Regions from separate parts of the Zea mays genome. Here region 1 is linked to region 2. The links are chromatin contacts, called in public Hi-C maps. All regions are on one chromosome and are shown on one strand. The core of a region is the stretch at or near the end of the contact, and the rest is flanking DNA. Distances in the headings are between cores, read along the strand shown. Region 1 holds the start of LOC100278886 (MND1-interacting protein 1). Region 2 holds the start of LOC103632661 (putative pumilio homolog 8, chloroplastic).

Region 1 (2,786 bases), core at 88-2,587, 150 kb before region 2:
CATCCCTTATCCTACTTTCTATTTCAAACTCCACTCTGCAAACAATGTCATCTACAGTGCAAATCATTGTTTTACACGACGATATGCACGATCTGCTAGATACAACCTTACACACGCACATAGGAGACACCGTCACACATAGGAGACACCCACTACAGTTTGCTTAGGCTGACTCCAACAGAGTACATATCAAGGCACCTAAAACCATTATATAAATATAAATGATACTATAACATTTTTAACAGGTAACCTATACTAGATACCATTTTAGATGCGATGTGGGAGAATACCTTTATATAGATGATCATCTTCTCAATTATATACTACCTCTGTTCTCGAATATTTGTCACCCGCTAGTTTATTTTTTAACTAAACCACGACAAAAAAAGATCGGAGAGAGTATTTGGGTACCTGGTTGGACACGATAATATTTAGGTATCTTCTTTTGGCTAACCGCGTAATCCAAATGTGTGTTTAGATTCCATTTTTGCACGTTCTCGTTGGAGTTAGCCTTAGACTATCTTCAACAGCTTACACATTCATGTCTCTATATTTAAATGCATTCTGTGAACTATATAATTTACAGTACAAAATAGTGGTTTAGATGATTAGAGCAACTCCAATAGTTCTCTAAACAACTCTCTAAATCTTAAATATAAAAAGTGAACAGAAAAATACTTCCCCAATGGTTTTCTAAATAGACTTGCTAAATTTACTAAGTTGCTATTCAACTCTATTTACTCTTCAAATTTAGCAACTCGATACGAACTCCCTAAATGCATTTGGCGTTAATTTCTTCACACTAGCGTGATTATTTTTTCCCTTTCCCACACACTGAGGTAGCCAGGTATAGCACACTCTTCTTCCACTTTCTAGCATAGTGAGGTAGCTAGGTCAAACGCGTGTGACACACGTTTCTCCTTCACCGTCGAACCCAACTTCCTCATAGGTTGCGCCACCGGACCACCACTCCTTCATAGTTAATGTCGACCGGCCTTTTCTCTTCTGTCCTCGACATCCTCTGCTCTCAACCTTATTGTCAGCCAGATCTCATGCGAGGCAGGGCTGCCAAAGCTAGATTCAAAATACTTCCTAAATATGAGCAACTATTGGAGACTAAGTTGTTTTTTTACTTTCAATAGCTATTTAGCAACTTACTAAACATGATTTTAACAAGCTCTTTTTTAGAGAACTATTGGAGTTGCTCTTATATAGTTAAACTGCTGGACACAGTTCCATGAAAGTTAACGAATCGACCTCTCGTGCTCTTCTTGGGCTTAGGCTTGGGCTTGCCCTACAGCAGCAACCGGAGATCGGTGGGATGCGGAAGCAGTAACACAAACAAACCCAAGCCCTAAGTTATCCAGCTTGAAGGACTAAAAAGCCCAATCGAGCCCAGCAGCAAGGCCTTCGTTCCCCTTCCGGTCTTCTTGTTCCTCGCTTCCGTCCACTCGCCATTTTCCTCGCACTCGCACACATCGACGTGGTCTCCGCGCCGCCGCACCCCCATCACAGCCAACCAGCACCTCCGATCCATCCTCCAAACCCTATTACCACCGCTCCCGCCGCCCCCGACTCGCGCTCGGATGGCAGGGCAACCCCGCGAGCGTGGTAGCCGCTCGTCCCGGAAGGGCCGGTCCGCCCGCGCGGGGCTTGCACAGGCGCCCCCGCCGGCCTCCGATCCCGATCTGACCGTCGGAGAGGATGCCGCGCCGTGGCTCCGCGCCACGGCGGACGAGCTTGAGGAGCGCCTGCTGAAGAGGCTGGATGAGGCGTACGCGGCGGCCCTGGCCCGCCTCGCCGACCTCGGCCACGGCGAGGAGGCATCCCTCGAGGCCGTTCTCCACTCGGGCCACTGTTACGGCAAGCTCAACGATCCCGTTTCCAACATCGTGGCCAACGCCCGCGCCTACCTCTCCGATCCTGGCCACGCCAGCGCGGCCGGCGGCTTCGCCGACCTCCGACGCCTCGAGGAATACTCCCTCGCGGGGCTTGTCTGCCTCCTCCAGAGCAGCCGCCCTACCCTCACCCGCGCCGAGGCCTTGTGGTGCCTTCTCTCCAGTGACCTCCGTATTGAAGAGGCGATCGCCATAAGCAGCTCTTTCAATGGTGAACCCTCATCTATTGCTGAGAGTGAGGAGCACCTCCCAGCCGTGGCAGAGACCGCACAGCGTGGATACATCCACTATCATAACACCACAGCCACAGCTGCTCAGGACCCCACTCTTTTTGACCCAGAAGCCTTCATGAGACTTGCGATATGCCAGGGTCCCGCTGCAGCCACCATCTCCTGCCTGAAGGCCGCCGGGTGGTCACGATCTAGTGGCGCCGCACCAGAAGGGCAGCCCAGGGAATCGTTTACCAAGAAGCTCTCCACTGAGGAACTCATCGAGTCTGTTGTTGCGGAGCTTGAGGCACTGGACATTGACAAGAAGGATCCACCAGATGCGAACCCTGACCCAAAGAACCAGATGGCGCGTGAACTCATTAAGCAGACAAGAGAGATGGAGACGCAGCTTAAGGAGCGAAAGGAATGGGCACAGGGAAAGGCGATACAGGCTGCTCGCAAGCTTGGTGCTGATCTTACTGAGCTGCGTGTGCTGCGGATGGAACATGATGAGAACCAGCGGCGTAAGAAGGAAAAACAGGTGATGGAGGATGACACAATGAAGCGCCTTGCTCATCTGGAGAATGAGCTGAAGAAAAAGAGTGGGCAGCTTGACAGGAGTAATGCAACAGTTCAGAGGCTGGAAATGGAGAATGCAGAGATACGTGCTGAGATGGAA
Region 2 (2,902 bases), core at 343-2,842:
ATTGTACGTGGTATTTCACTACAAAGACAAGAAGCACAGATGGAGAGATTTGTTTATAGAAACATCCACTTTTAGAAGATGTTTGGTTCCTCTGACTAAAGTTTAGTTCGTGTCACAATAAATATTTAAATATCATTATAAGTAATAAATATATCTTCACACTTTTGTAAATTGATTTAAGGGTGTCACTGTTTTTCCCCAATTCATCTATCAGTCTGTTACACAAATTCGTTATCTCTCTTTATTTTAATTGTGAGTCAACTATGTCTATCTTCACACTTTTATGAATTGATTTAAGGGTATCACTATTTTTCTCAATTCATCTATCAGGCTGCTACATAAATTCCTGACCTCTCTTTATTTTAATTGTGAATTGATTTAAGGGTAAGTTGCATTCCTCATCCTTTTTTAACATAATTCTCTCAGTCACCTTGTTGATTTTTCCTGCTATTGTTCTCACATTTTGCTCGACCTTTCACTTCCCAGTATGAAAATCAATCTCTTGCCTGGCTTGATCTATCGAATGAAGCAGCCAAAAACCGTGCTGCTGATTTTTGTTTCCGGCAAGATTGTTCTGACAAGAGCTAAGGTTAGCAGTCGTTTCTTGAGTCCATTATCATTAGAGTACTTCTCAATTTTTTCTGATTGTGTTAGAGTATATCCAACCTTTTCTCTTTCCAGATGAGAGATGAGAAGTTGCTTTTGAAATTATCTATACAGTCCTCATAAAGTCATAAAAGTCTAGCAATGCTAAGTACATGGTAATTGCTAATGGGCAAGAATAATTAGGGTATGTTGTTCAAGTGCGTGCCCAGTTGTTGTCCCCCCTTTTATCGTTTTTTTCCTGATTTCGACGATACCATTACATGAGACGCTCACGAGACTTATATAATAATACTATCCTTCTATAGAATCAATGTGTTGATTAATATTCGCTACATATTTATCATTGTTTATTTTTTATCAATGACAAAGCACATGTACAATCTTATATATCTTTTAAGATAGGTAAACGTCCACTTTTGGTGATGCTAATAAAAGTATAGAAAACATATAATATTTTTGTATATCAATGTATTTTATCACTATTTGAATTGCGCACAAATTTCATGTCATTAGTGTTAATTTGTGAGATATGAGATTGATGATATATATGTTGTTCGTTTTCATGTAATCATTGCGCACTAATATTTATCAAATGATTTATACGCCGTCGCAACACACTGGCACATACCTAGTGGGGAGATTAAGAGCAATTCAAAAGAACATGTAAACTAATCACAAAACAGATATTAGTAAAGAATAATGATTTTCTTGCTTCAATAGCTCCATCGTTCTTCCTAAAAAATTTGTGTCCCGCTCCCGCATCCACAACCTTATCTCGCTCATATTTTGGTGTGTTCCATCCCTACACATTTCATTCCTAAACGTATATCGGATCATCCACAGCCTACCGACGACTGTACAGATTGCGTCACAGCCTACCGATTACCCATCATGATTCACTCTTAAAACTTTTTAGCTTTCTCTTAATAATCAGTTTTTGGTAAATTTTTTAATACTTTTAGGGTTGGTCCAAGGAACAATCTGTGGCGCGCAAATTTCCGGGACGATATACAGTAGATGCGAGACACGGAGAATATTAGGAGAAAAAGAGAGAACTGTTGAAGGGTTCAAAATGTATGTATGTGTTTTTTTTTAAAAAACGTTTTTTAGGTTAGTTTACAGATTTTATTGGAGACGCTCAAAATCCTCCCTAATCCTATTTAATCCACTCCCCTAACTGAAGCAGCGACGATTCCTCCGTAGTCTCTGCTCATCAACTACTAGAGTCTAGACTCCTGTATAAGCGCAAAAGACAGTTGTGGGGGGTTTCTGGTGGGTGGGGTTCATGGTCATGGCGCAGCCGCCGGAGGAGCATCATGAGCAGGAGAAGCAAGCCAGCAAGGGGGAGTACGACCCGCCGAACGATAAGCTGATTGAGATGATGGTGGGTCTTTCCATCTATAACCAGCAGGCTGCCGTGGCGCTACCGCTTTCCATCTATAACCAGCAGACCACCGCCGCACAACCGCGGCTGTGCGAGGTGCACGACGCTGCGGCGGCGGATAGCTTCTCATCTGCTTTTCTTGAGGCTCGTCGCAGTATCATCGATCCGCGAGCATACGTGCCGCCGCCTCCGATAGGGCAGAAAGCCGGTCCGTCAGCGCCGTCGCAGATGCATCCTGGATTGGTGCGGATGCCGCTGCCGCCCTACGATCGTAGCGTGCCTGACGCGCGATCCTTCGCGGAAGGTCGACTTCGGCGCAGCATAGCTCGTGGGCCCCGGAACGAGGCCGTGGGCATGCTCTCGCCTGGCGCAATCGGCGCAGCTTGCGGCGCCCACCCTGGCGGCCACGCGTATATGGCGCCGCCGCCCTACCTACACGGTGGAACGGAGGAAGCCTTGCTCCTCGCGCTGTCCGAGGAAACCCCCGAGAGTATCGTGTCGTACGCCTGCGACCTCTTGGAGAGCAGACATGGGCAGCGGCTGTTCCGTCTGGTCCTCAATCACTGCTGCCAACAGCTGCGGGATCGAATCGTTGCTACGATCACCTGGGACAGGAAGAGTTTCGGTAGCCTTTGCACCCGGAGGTGCTTGATCAAATATCATACTTGTTTTATAATCTGTTCTTCCTCTAGATTTTTTATCTGTTCTTTTTATTCAGCCAAATAAATGATAGATTCTATGTCTTTTCAGGCCAGATGAAGTAGTTCATATAATCAGTTCCTGTGAAACTCGGAGATCAATGCAGCTTCTTGGAGATGCCATGCTGCAATGGATGTCACATAATCAGATGAGGTACCTTCTGTCGGATTCGAAAAGATTAAAAGTGCTGCAGGCTTTCATAATGAGCTCTCC

Evidence for each region. Hi-C and Micro-C count contacts between places; a contact is called where the count stands out from the background.
Region 1: a Hi-C map of leaf shows a contact between it and region 2, with 7 times the contacts expected there. The contact joins the promoter of LOC100278886 here to the promoter of LOC103632661 in region 2. A contact is called at or near these places in 7 of 25 Hi-C or Micro-C datasets (bundle sheath, ear, endosperm and 2 more).

Annotation. Positions count from the first base shown.
Region 1 is chr7:105,911,053-105,913,838 of Zm-B73-REFERENCE-NAM-5.0, reverse strand. It overlaps LOC100278886 (MND1-interacting protein 1), which reads left to right and starts at 1,337. Exons shown (of 2, transcript NM_001152018.2): 1 at 1,337-2,786. The coding sequence starts at 1,587.
Region 2 is chr7:105,764,204-105,767,105 of Zm-B73-REFERENCE-NAM-5.0, reverse strand. It overlaps LOC103632661 (putative pumilio homolog 8, chloroplastic), which reads left to right and starts at 1,592. Exons shown (of 6, transcript XM_008654417.4): 1 at 1,592-2,634; 2 at 2,741-2,902. The coding sequence starts at 1,892.